Regions from separate parts of the Sus scrofa genome. Here regions 1 and 2 are each linked to region 3. Evidence: chromatin contacts called from public Hi-C and HiChIP or PLAC-seq data. All regions are on one chromosome and are shown on one strand. Each heading gives the region's core, a stretch centred on a gene start, on an enhancer-like site or on the middle of the called end of the contact. The rest is flanking DNA. Distances are from core to core; before and after follow the strand shown.

The links. Hi-C and Micro-C count contacts between places; a contact is called where the count stands out from the background. HiChIP or PLAC-seq counts read pairs in DNA pulled down with a chosen protein or histone mark.
Region 1: a contact with region 3 is called in an H3K27ac HiChIP or PLAC-seq map of skeletal muscle, with 4 times the contacts expected there. The contact joins two enhancer-like sites. A contact is called at or near these places in 1 of 47 Hi-C or Micro-C datasets (embryonic fibroblasts) and 1 of 2 datasets of contacts at active chromatin or transcription factors (skeletal muscle).
Region 2: a Hi-C map of fetal skeletal muscle shows a contact between it and region 3, with 1.6 times the contacts expected there. The contact joins two enhancer-like sites. A contact is called at or near these places in 2 of 47 Hi-C or Micro-C datasets (embryonic fibroblasts and fetal skeletal muscle).

Annotation. Positions count from the first base shown.
Region 1 is chr2:96,643,073-96,647,636 of Sscrofa11.1, reverse strand. No RefSeq gene overlaps it. Among named protein-coding and RNA genes, the nearest start is that of MEF2C, 430 kb to the right of the region's middle. Within about 2 kb of position 2,041, at least 16 of the 83 cell types and tissues checked have an H3K27ac peak or open chromatin away from gene starts, as enhancers often do. A contact at or near this core is called in skeletal muscle, where this site is marked.
Region 2 is chr2:96,545,379-96,549,853 of Sscrofa11.1, reverse strand. The region is part of intron 5 of LOC102159394 (a long non-coding RNA gene); the gene reads right to left. Among named protein-coding and RNA genes, the nearest start is that of MEF2C, 330 kb to the right of the region's middle. Within about 2 kb of position 2,928, at least 3 of the 83 cell types and tissues checked have an H3K27ac peak or open chromatin away from gene starts, as enhancers often do. A contact at or near this core is called in fetal skeletal muscle, where this site is marked.
Region 3 is chr2:97,000,712-97,004,712 of Sscrofa11.1, reverse strand. The region is part of intron 4 of LOC110259422 (a long non-coding RNA gene); the gene reads left to right. Among named protein-coding and RNA genes, the nearest start is that of CETN3, 590 kb to the left of the region's middle. Within about 2 kb of position 1,427, at least 5 of the 83 cell types and tissues checked have an H3K27ac peak or open chromatin away from gene starts, as enhancers often do. A contact at or near this core is called in fetal skeletal muscle and skeletal muscle, where this site is marked.

The DNA.
Region 1 (4,564 bases), core at 792-3,291, 360 kb after region 3:
AGTTCTTTTAAATGGAATTTTTTGAAAACATACCTCCAGTACCACCTATGTAATACGTATTGTCATGATGCTTTACATTTTTAAGTATTTTTCTGATATTATCACCAACATATAAATAGAATGGGGAAATAAATAAGACAATGAGTGGATTTCTCCTGAGGACCATGCAGCTTGTTATGTAGTAAGAATTAGAGGTGGAACACTTTAACCTTTCATAGGCTTTCTTTTCTCCTCATGAATTGAGGAATTGGCCTAAAATAAATCCCAGTATTACCACTGTGCTTCTGTGGCAGTGACTCTGCAGAGTCACTGTTCAGGCTCTATTGCCAGAATTGGTCATATGTAGCTCTAGGGTCTTTTTTTCCTCTCGTGATGACTTTTTCCTCTTATTGACCTTCACCACTCCACAGAGCTGCAGAGTGGGTGCCCAGTGCTCCAAACCTGGCCATTCATGTATAAGGCAATGTCTTTAATTTCAGAAGCAGCTTGCGTAGTGGTGATTTCCTTTAAAATTCTACTAGTAGACAGAAATAAAAATGACCACTTTTTTTGCCCTTTCACTTCACTGGGGCTGCACTCAAGCTATTACTCATATAATTCAAGTATAAAAATAAAACCCACTGAATATTCAAGGTGAAAGTTTGGAGTGTGTCTTAGGATTTTTTTTTTTTTTTTTTTTTTACTTCAAACTACTGAATGTATTCATTTTCCATTTCACTTGGTATTTACTAACCTCGGGAGGAGAGGGGTGTCTCATGAGAGTTTTACAGTAAGAAAAGTAAGAAGAATATATTGACAAGAAGAGCTCTTTCATGTGACGGGACTGGCTAACCTTAGCGAATACAGTGTTAACACCAGAGACTGAAGATACTTTTTAAACAGCAAGAAATACAGAGTAAAGAGTGATGTAAATTGTGTTATCAATAAGACAGTTTAGATTGTGTTTTCAAGGCTTTCCATATTTGAACTGACTCAAATCCTTTGCCAGAGAATGACGCCCCAATCACTCTCTGAAAGTAATCAAACACATTAAGCTGACTTTCTAATGGCATGAGCAGGATCTTCCTCCTCAGGACAAGTATGATTTTGAAACCAAGAAACTTTAGTTTGCCCTTCAAGAAAAGTGATTTATAGGACTTGGTGTGAGGGAAAAAAAGGAACCCTGCTTTACCCAAAAAGGAGATGAAAACCTTGCCTGAAGCAGTGTTGTGACATTGCCAATGTGAGAGGGTTGTGAAATCCTGAGTGTATGTTTTTGTGGTGATGTCTGAAAGTACTGGTTACTGTACTGATGTCTCGGTATCATGCATCTCTATTTCCGGATCTACTTCCTTATAATTGCTAATGAAAACAGAGCTGTGAGCAGAGCAGTGTATAAGTCTCCGCTTCAATTCTTCTGTTGTTTTCATTGATAGATGGCTTCCTCTGAAAGTTTCAGAACAAGTCTCTTCCACTTTTAAGAAAGAAAATAAATTCTGTCTTTTCCTAATTAAAGAAATGTACTGTACTTGTTAAGGTTATTTAACTTTTGTCCTGTAAGCTATCAATTTCTTTATTCTTCTAACCCTAGGCATCCATTAAACCACTCTGATTGTTAACGTGCATTTTGCAAATAATCAACAGACTAAATCACAGTAACTAAGGAAAATCAGGACAAGCCTAATAGTAGCCAAGCTCTAAATAGGACTTTAAAATAAAAATAGAACATGTGACTCAGAATACAGTACTAGTTTTTCATCTTACAGATGTTCCCAGCCATCAGAGTCAGCGTGGGCTATGACACTGGTAAGTGTGGGCCAGAAGGGTAAAAATTTGGAGAGAATGAAAGGTTTTTATTCCCTAGACTTTCTTCCTATTACCTCATGTTACTTCAGGTTTTATAGAATGCACAGAAAACTTTGTCTACTCATTTCTTATTTGCCTTAATAAATAGCAAGCTTTTGGTGAGCCTTAAATTAGACAGAATATCCTCCCTCGTCTGGTGGCATTTAGGTTTACAAAACACACCTTAGGAAACAACATCTGGCTTCAGTCACTTGCTAGCTAAGTGTCGTCACCTCATGAAACAAAACTCGCCAATGATTTCTGTCATGACACACCATGCATAGGGCCAACCAGAGAGAAAAGATAGCATCTCTGACCAGGGAAGGGACACAACAGAAATGCTGCCATGATATTTATATCCCACCTACTCAGAAGACCAATTGAGAAACTCCATATGGACTCCAGTTTGCCACTAGCCCACAGAATTGAAATCTCTTAACTGGCTTAAATTAAGGATTTGGGGATAAGTATAAAACTTTGAAGATATTTATTTTCATAATTCTAGGCAGTTTATTTTCATATGGTTCTCATCCTACCTAATTCTCTTTTAGCTGACACATTAGGTGAAGGAAATGCATTCTTAGAAAGCTTATAGATGAAAGGGCCAGGTATCATCGGGAAAAAAAAAAAAGTCAAATAACTCTAAGGTGCATTAATGACAGAAAGGGTGTCTGTATCCAGATTGAGACAAAGATAAAGAGAAGCTAGCCTACAGGGAGGTAGATTGGTTGATTTAAATTATCTGAGAGGACTGAAACCCCTTCCTCTTACTTCTCAACACTGCCCAAATGGCAGGTGGTACAAGTCCAGTTCCCCAGTAAGTTCCTGTAAACAAAACTACTTATTTATAGACAAGCTTCTCAGTACTGTTTTCAGGAGCTCAGTCAGACTGCAACTTAGAACCACCTATCCACTGCAAAGAAAAATAAAGACATAAAACCCTGTCTTCAAAAATGTGCTTTATAGCCAGAACTAGGTAATCTGACACTCTTTGTATTTGGAGGACCCTCAGAATCATGACTGAGAACTGATGTAAAGAAACAGAAGGAAGCCCATGAGCCTCTGCTTTAGAACAACAACAACAAAAAAAAACTAGGCTGACATCATGGAAATCTGCTAGCAGACCTAAGCAAAATGTGTTGTATCTACTTCTCCTTTCTATTCTTTTTCTTTCTATTGGGCATTCATGGGAATCAGCCATGATGGAGGAATCAATGAGCCTCACTCAGTGTATAGATACATCATAAAGGGGAAAGCAGAGATTACTGAAATATTGAAGGAATTTCTGCCTGATTTACTTACATAAGACAAAGTAAAATAATAATTCTGATACTGCCTTCCTTTTAAATGTATATATTTCATTGCACTTTCATTTATTACCATATTTCTCCTTTGGATATGTACAGATATACACAGATACATATATAGATTAACTCAGCTTATATTTATTTCAGAAGATAAATTCTTCTATTGTTTTAATCCAGACGTGTTACATATAGAGAAAAGTAGGAAGAAGTATAGTTGCTTGGAAAGATTAACAATATGGAAGTTTTTAATGTAATGGATAAATAATATAATTTCACATATTCACCAATTTTTGTTTATTGACTGTCAAACTCAAGGCATCCTGTTTGCTCTGAAGTGGATACAACTGCAAAGATACATAAATATAAACTTACTCTTTGGGAAATAAATTTCACCAAAGAAATAAAAATTTCTATTAAAGCAGAGGTATACTTGCTCATTGCTGGCACACAGTAGGTACTTATTACATATTTATTGAATGAGTGTGTAAAACATAAAATCAGATAATTCCAATATAATGTAGGATATAAATTCCAAACATGATTAAATATTATGGGATTTCAAAGGAAGCAGGAATCATTTTTAGATGAATTATCAGTAAAAATTTCATGGCGCTGTATAAATTGGCAATAGTTTAAAATGGGAGTCATGTGGTAAGCAGAAATAAGACAGAAAGTCTTGAGGAGCAAGAACAAAAAGAACAAGACTATCTAAGCAAGAGAGTAGAATATAGCATGCAAATAAGTGGCATCCAGGATATCAATTCAGTGTAAGTAGGTGGGGAAGCGATGGAAGAAAGTGGATTGGAGTAATATTACAAAGGCCTTGGTTGTTACACTGAGGACTTGAGAACTTATTCTAGAAGTGGACTCTGGGTCACCTGAAATGCTAAATTTTTTAACCACTCTCCACAATATATCCATATTTATGCATTAGGATTTTATGAATTAAACACATTATATTGTCTACTTATCTATCTAAGCATATATGTGTGTATAGATATTTATATACTTACTACAAGTAGATTTTAAGTATTTTATAGCTATTATACTTTTAAATACATTATGAATATAATTAAATAACCTTTCTGTATATATTTGCTTAATATATGTCACTGTGTCTCCTGCTGAACTGTAATCTCCAGGAGAGCAGAAAACTTGTCATTCCTATTCTCTCTATATTGTAGGTGCTTAGTGCAGTAACTTGACACAGAGTAGATGCTAATTATTTGTTTGTTGAAGGAATAAACTGAGAAGTTGACTGATCAAATTTTTCCTGAGGTGAAACTACATTAATCTAGAATTACCAAACATCCTTCTCTTTTTCCACTTGAGTCTAACCATCTATCCACCATTTTCTTATAAAGATAACCTTTCAATCTTGAAATTAGCAATGACGGACTCCCAATCTAAAGAAAAGGTAGAAGACACAAGAC
Region 2 (4,475 bases), core at 1,679-4,178, 460 kb after region 3:
AAAACCTGTGGAAAGAAATAAGAGGGTGTTTCAAATCCTAGGAAAATATTTAACTTATCCTAAGAAAGTTAAATTCTAAATTTATACTAATTTTGAAAACCTAATAGAATCAATACTTATACAACGTAGTATCTAGAAATCTCCACTGAACTATAATAAGGTGTTCCTCATCTCTCTATATTATTTTTTACTTTATGGGATCGTAGCCCTTCATTCACTTTTTATAATATTTGAGTGGGAGGAGGGAAATGGAGAATGGTCAGGGATAAACAGAAGAGAAAAATTACTAGGTCACCATTTAATCATTTTAAGTTTCTAGATAAAAAGATACATTTCTATGTATAACTAATTTATAGCACCCATCCTGTACAATCACATTCAACTTTTTTTCCTGCCTCTTCCTCCTCTATTTTACAAGATGCACAAATTAGAAGTTATTTGCCTCATATAAGATATCATTCATTTTGATATCATTCAGTTTGAAATGGCCGTACTTCAATATTTTTTAGTGTTGGAAAAACAACATATACATGTATGTAATATGTCGATCTACATTTTCATGGCATTTTTACACATTCATGCCAGCAGGAATTTCCCAAAAGTGTGCTCAGAAGACCACTTACATCAGAATCAAAGGAGCACATTTGGAAAATGCAGATTCTGGGGTTCAAGCCCAATCCTGCAGAGTCAGAATTTCTGTAGATGGGATCTGGACATCAACACGTTTTACAAGTTCCTCAGATGATTCTTGTAGGTATTCCATTTTGAGAATCACTTATAACAGGTATTCAAGGGTTACTAGAATGAGAAAATAAAAGGCAGCAAAAGCTAATTTTATGAATATGTATAACAGAACAAGGGTATAAAAAAATAACTCAAAGTAGTAGAACATAAATCAGGGCTAACAGACACAAAACTCCAACTCAGGTAAGAGACAGGATAGACAGACAGACAGACAGACACATACATATATACACACACAGAAATGGATATTCCTGATACATCAATGCCAGTGTGTATCTAAGGAAAAAAACATTTTCACAAACTGGGATACATTCTCTCTTCAGTGACTTGCTTATAAAATATGCACATTATTTTCTTTTTCATTAGAACATAATTGCCAGTATTTTGCAGACATTGTAGGATCTTGTTATAAAAACTGTAAATTTTATTGAGACAAGTTTTCCTGTGTTATGTGTAATGATTTGGGCACTGAATTCTAAACTTTAGTGTTTAATATAGAGGTTTACTAGCTGCTCCATGATCACTAATGGTTTAAATATATTACATGAAATTTTTAAAAACTTACTCTCTAAATTTCCCTGGATCAAATGCCCAGTAGCTAAATATCTCTCAAATTATAATGAACTCAAGTAATGAAGAGTCACCCTATTACTATGCTTAAGATTCATACAGAATGCTAGTAATAAAAAACTACAGCTTTACCTTTGGACATATTTAGTAAACAATGTAGTAATTTCATTTAAAGGAACATTATACTTCAATTTATTGAAAATAATTTTTCATCAAGTAATAAAGATTTAAATTGACTTATCACCTAACATATGTTCAAAACACAGTTTTGGATGAACTAATGACTTAATGATTTGCTAGTAAGCCCATTAAACCCATATGCCAATTCATGCAAATTTAGCCTTTACCATTTAAGGGAGGTGAAAAGTCATTAGAAATTGCAGTGATTTAACTTTAAAAAGGAAATACCCTAATAATCTCCTCTAAATTTTATGCATTAATATAATTAAGCAGTCTTCAGAGATTTCATGGAAACTATTTAAATTTGGACAATTTGCCACTACTTATCCCTATGTCAAGATTATCAATACTCTGAACATAAAACAAAATGTAAAATAGTGTTTGACTATAGAAGCAATGAGATACTGAGGATGCAGGCTCTAGTTGTACAGTATTTGATTGGAATCAGGACACCCTAGTTCACTATGGGATCTAGAGAAATGAATTTGGTTGTCTTGGTCCCATTTCCTTTTCTGTAAAATGGGAAGGATGGTGTTAACAGTAACTGCATTTGAAGACTGTATGGAGATCTAAAGAGATAATCCAGCCTTGGTGCATTGCACATCCCCAACAACTGTTTTGTTATTATTGCTATTTTTACCCAATTTTTTTTTCATCATAGCTTACTTTTTTTCCTCGCTCACTTTCAAAATAATTTGATTTGAAATTACAAAATATACTTATTAAAATAATATACCACTTTAAACTATTGTTTATATGTGTATATATATATGTACATGTGTATATATGTACATATGTGTGTATATACACATATAGAACAATCTAAGATTGTTTTTAAATAAAAAGGTTAACTGCTAAATAAAGTTTGAAAACCAACATAATATTAGTTGTCATAATATTAGTGAATTAAGAATTCAAATTGTGCCTAGTTATTTAGATACATTATCAAGTATGTCTTATAATAATTCTGTAAATTGTGCATTATTTTATTCCCATTTTACAGGTAAGGAATTTGCCCACAGCCACAAAATTTGAAGGGCGGAGCCATGGGATTAAAAACGTTTTTATTCCAATGCCTATGGTTAATATATTATATTACATCGGTGTGGGATTTTTAGAAGGTAAAACATTCAAATAACCTGTACTTAGGAAACTACCTTTAGGTGCAGGTAAGGGTGAACCAGACCAGTGAAGGGTGTAAGGAAAATCAGTAGAGAGGATAGGGACTAAGGCAGTGAATGGCTGGGATGCGCACATTCTAGCCACACTAACCCTTAACTCCAGATTGCATTTTAAGATTATTTCGCCTTGGTGTCCATTTCCTTAAATGACTACTGTCTGCAGCTTCTTAAATCCACACAGTAGCCATCCTGGAGAAGAATGCCTGAAATGAAACAGCTGCAAGGGTTCAGATGCCCCTGTCAATCTCATTTGTCATTTTCCATCAAAGCCATCCTAGTCCGACAGGCAGCTCTGTGGTATTCTTAGTGAGGGCCTACTTAGTTGGCTGAATCATTGTGACCTTTCTTTTTATGGCAACCTATTCAAGTGGCGTGACTTGCCCTATACCTCCCATTCACACTGTTGTTCTAAAACCCCTCATTTCACACATCTCCTTAGGAGAGATGTTTTCTGAATAGTAGTCTACCAATAAATGTCATTTTCTTCTCTTATTTTAAAAAATGAACAATAAAAATATATCTCACCAAAAGTAGCTCCTGATGATAAGCTATTTTTAAGGCTCATCCAGAGAGAAGTTTGAATTACTATGGTGGATGCCTGGTTAAATTCAGTGTTATGTTGTATTGCTTATGAATACATAGTTGGCTCTAGTATAGGAAGCTTAGAAACTCCCTGTACTTGGTTAAGTGTATTTCTACCATTTCTGATTTTTTTTTTTTTTTTTTTTTTTTTTTTTTACTGCCTACCACAGGAAGCTAAAATTGCAGCAATTTCCAGGGTCAGATGGGGAGAGAAGTCCTGGATGAAATTTAGACAGAACCACACACTTCCCTTCCCCAAACCCCCCAAGATGTGGCCCCTGGAAAAGGCCTTTCATAAAGAGGACCTATCAGTTAAACGTCTCCTTTGTGGGCAGATCTGGCTCCGGCTAAGTCTAAGGTGTATAAAGAGAGTGGAAGTTTTTACAGCAATTGCCTAAAATTGTGTTTTAATTTCCATACACGCATTTGGAATCTTGTGTTATTTTTAGTTTTTGCCATCACTGTTCAAACAAAGCAGCAGGTTAAAACTTTTTTTCTCAAATCATATGAAAACCTCATATAACAAAAGTCCAGTGCTATTTTAGACCAAGTAAATACAGACAAGTAGAACTTAGAGCTTCTCCTGTCTTTTTGGCCCTGCTTTAGTCTGAACTAAGAGAAGTCTCTCTGGAAAAAAAAAAATGAAAATTACAATTTTTAAAATGAATCTAAATTTAAGAGACCTACTCAGCAATTATTCTATGTACAGTTGTTTTAAAGTCCATGAAGAATAACCGGTAAAATATAAGACGTTAGATACCACGTCCTTTTGTATTGTCTTAATTTTCAGGACAGTACATATGGGTGTGTATTGTGACTGCATGTTATGAAACAATAACCATAAAGACTAATTCAGTCCTTTATTCACATATTCAGCAAACATTAAATGTGTACTATGTGTAGAGGCTTAGGCTGAATTGGGAGGGAAAAATGTCTTTGTCCAGACCTGTCCCTCATGAGTGACAGTCCAGAGGGAGATCAAACTATAAACAAATCATTACAACACAATGTGGAAAGTGTTGATGTGTGTATGTGTAAAGTGCCGTGAGAATGCTGAAAATGAGCAACTAGCCATGTAGGAAGTAAAAGGAAAAAAGCAATTAAGAAACACTTTACCAAAGAAGTGTATTTTAGCTGAGTTGTTTGATCAGAAAGGGTCAGAGTTATTTTAGAAGATAAACAAAGGCCTAAAGAGAATAAAATACATATTACAGACAA
Region 3 (4,001 bases), core at 178-2,677:
TGGTGCTTGTGGAATTAATCAAGTAGGAAATAAATTCCGGTTCATTAAAGCTTCTGTGACCTGTTATATGCATAACCTGATCTCATGTAGGATGCAAGTAACATTTGAATTCAATTCATCTAATCTGAATTATGCATCCATCTTATGAAATCATTAGGTTTTAGGAATATTAAGAGGAATGAAATACCATGCCTAGTCTCCACTTGGAAGATAAATCTATAACTAACTATATTGAAATGATAGGTTCCAAACTAGGCAATTTGAGTATGTTTTGAGAGAGCTCAGAAGAGGGAATGATTCATTCTCTTGAGAGTCAGGAAAGAGACTTTCAGAAGGCTTCAGATAGATGATATTCGAATTGGGCTGTAAGGAATGAAAACAGCATCGGGAGGTGGAAAAGACATTGAAGGCACACTTGTCTATTCTAACTCTATACTTCCAAGCAGACTGATACGTCCTTGAACTACACTGTCCTATCCTGTTAAAAATGAGCCCTGGACACACTTCACCTTTTAAAAAACTTTGTTCTTACTTAGACTCTTCGAGTTTACTCCCTTCTTAAATCTCAGATCCCTTGACCTAGTTTTCAGTTGCTTGTTCCTACACTTGAAAAATAGATGTCTTTCCCAATTTTGAACTTCCCCTTGGACATAGTTTTAACTATTTCCAAAAGCACAGCGTTCCAGATATCACCCACCTGATATCCCTGCAAAGTTCACATTGGACACCTAGAGGGAACTTGAATATTTTCAGGCAGAAGAAACTATAGGAAAAAGGCATGACAACAAAGGTCAGGACTTGTGTGAGGAAAAGCAAGCCTTCGGGTGGGGCCAAAGCTCTCTGTTCCCTCAGGCATCAGGACATTTGACAGAATGATGTAACCAACCCTACAATAGCAGTGATACTGTGAAATAGCACAGGTAATCCTACACTAGCAATGCTTTAGCCCATCCCTTAGAAAATGCTAATTATAGATGGAGTATGCACACACAAATAGTCTTAACTCCCTAAACAACCCTGACATCATTTCTTCTTCGAGAAGATGGTCTAATCTGTAATTTCTTGAACCAAGATTCTGCTCATTTAGTGGTCCAAGTTTCTCAGGGAATAGCTCTTTAGAACATCTAAAAAAATTAAATATTTTGTATACTTCCTGATTACTAATTTGTAATCATAGAGTGGATGTAAAAGGATTCAGTGGCTTGAATCTTGGGCATTTTAGAGCCTGGTTGCCTTTGCCAATCCATTTTGTTAGTGATACACTAATATCCCATCAGATAGGAAGTTGAGGTTGCAAGCTAGATTTGCTGATCTTTAATGGTACTTACATTATTGGATAGACCAAGAATCTGAAACCCCTGTGTCCCCTCAGGAATAAGGATATGATGGAGTGGGGCTAGCTCAGAAGGCTTGCAGCAAGATAACTTATGCAGTGCCTGCTCTGTAGACTAAAAAAGGGAGTCTGGACTCAGGGCTGTAAATTTGGCACTGTCCATGAGTTCTAAATTGACTTTAAAATGAATGAGGTAATGGAATACTCAGACAGAAGGCTCACCCATTATAGAAATACACCTCAAATTGGTCCTTCTTTTGGTAAAGGCTAAGGAGTACTTCGAGTTAAAACTTGGCAAATTATTTGCTTACCAGGTCTTGCTGGGATTTGAATTAACTGTTACAATGATAAAAATTTTCCTAGAAACTAAATAAAAAAGCCAATATAAACGTTACAGAAAGGCTTCAGAAAATTTCAGAATTAACCATTTGATCTAGTTAGCACCTCTAGTTTTGTTGGTATAGTCCATTTAAAACAGCTTTCTATGAGGGGATAAAGAGTGAAATTGAAGCAAATTACACATATGGCATGGGCCTATCTATTTATGTAATGGAAGAAGAGGCAGAAAACAGAGAGAGGAAAATTAGAAGAAAAGAGAAAGCATGAAGAAACAAATAAAATGCTCCTTTAGCAGACCAGAGACATTCTCAATCAGCTCATTAAAAACAACAACAAATTAAAGAGTATTTAAAAAGCATTCAAAACCCATCCAGCTGAATATAACCCACATGTCTCTGTGAGATTTTCACATTGGTCAGGAGTCGCTTAGTGAATTGAGACCCTATTAAGTTGCATGTGGTTTCCATTCTCTTGATTTTATAGCTTTTTAGAATTTACTTTGGATCTGTTGGGACCTCTAATCATTTTCTGGCCTGAAGATGCTATTGCAGACAATACCACAAAGATAATCTCTCTCATATAGTCATTCCGTCACACTAAAATCCTGGAATCTATTCAACATTAATGTGTCATAATTTAATCCTCACAACCATGTTATAAACTTGTTACCCATCTCTATTTTGTCACTCAGTTGAGGCTGTTAAGATTGAATAACTTGCCCAAATAAGTGGTACAACATCTTCAAACCAAGATTATCTAAATATAATTCCTACACTGTTTCCTCTAAATCACACACATGCTACTAAGTTCTTATAAGTTCATTTATATATATGTATCTTTATGCAGTTGCATTATTAGAATTTAGAAAGATTACCATGATCATTGAACATCTCTTTGCCTTTCCTTGACCTCCAGATTTATTTTTGCCTTTAGCCGGCAAATATTAAGGTGGGAAATTATGACATGAAATCTTATCAAACTTGTACTACTTCTGTCAAATTTATTGGTCACTGCCAAATAATGAAAATAGGAAGTTTATAAAGAGACTAATGCTTATTTTAACCTATAGTTTTTAATTTTTTAACTTAAAAAGTGATGTATATGTGCAAAAAATTCCAAACTGTGAAGGTTTTGTAATGTGAAAAATGATCCTTCCTCCCATCCTTGCTCTGTACTCCCAGTTTTCGAGTTAGAGTCTTTTGCGGATATTTCAAAAAATATTTACGTATACATGCAGACACAAAATATTTATTTTTAATATTTTATTTTAGTGGTATTTTCATTATCAGTTCCATGGCTTATCTTGCTATTTACAGCTGCAGAGTATTTCATTTATGGGTAGCTTGAATTTGATTTAACCCATCTATGACTGCTTGACGTTTAGAGATTTTTTTCAGACTTTTTTTCTATGATGCAAAAAACATCATTATTTCTTATTTCTTGTTTATGGATATATATATAAATGCTGGATAAATGCCTTGAAGTGGCATTAGTGACTCAAAGACTCAGTTAAGTTTATAATTAGGTATGTCTGACTCAATTTTCCTTCTGTATGTACCTATTTTCCAGTTCACTTATAATGTGTAAAATAAATTTACATGTGTTTATTATAAGTAAAAATTATCTTATATGATAAGATTTATAAAATGGTTTTTAATTCTTTGTATTGTGAGCTTTAGGGCATAATTTTTAGTACTTAAATGTATTAATATTTTCTAATGCTGCAGAAAGAGTATTTCAATATCAAACTATTTTTATTGTCATCTTTCATGCTTTTAAAGTTTTATTTTTACATTTAAATCTTGATACATCTGGAATTTATTGGGATCTACACTTAGGGAAATGTCCAGCTTTTTTTTTTTTTTGGTGGTTAGCTGGTTGTTCTAACATTGTTTATTGAGAAAGCTGTTTTTTTTCATTCATTTAAAATTCCAACTTCATCATACAAGAAATTCTCATAGGTATTTCTGTTTATTTTCTTGACTTTTCCATTTAATTGATCAATCTGCCTGTTTAGCAACTGGCACTACACACTTAGTCATATTAAAATGTATTTTACTATCTTACCAAGGTATTCTCCTTTACTACTTTATTTTTCCAGAAACTGCCAATTTTTTCACATTTATTTTTACATAAAAAAATTTTAAATCAGCTAGCTCAATTTCCAAAAATAAGGGTGTTAGGATTTTATTTGGATCGTGTGAAATCTGTAGATTAATTTAGTTTGAACTTAGATTTTTACAATACTGTCTTCTTTGCAGGAATAAGTTTTGTCTTTTTTCCTTTTCAAGCCTTTGAGAAATACATATACTTTTGTAGAATTAAAATT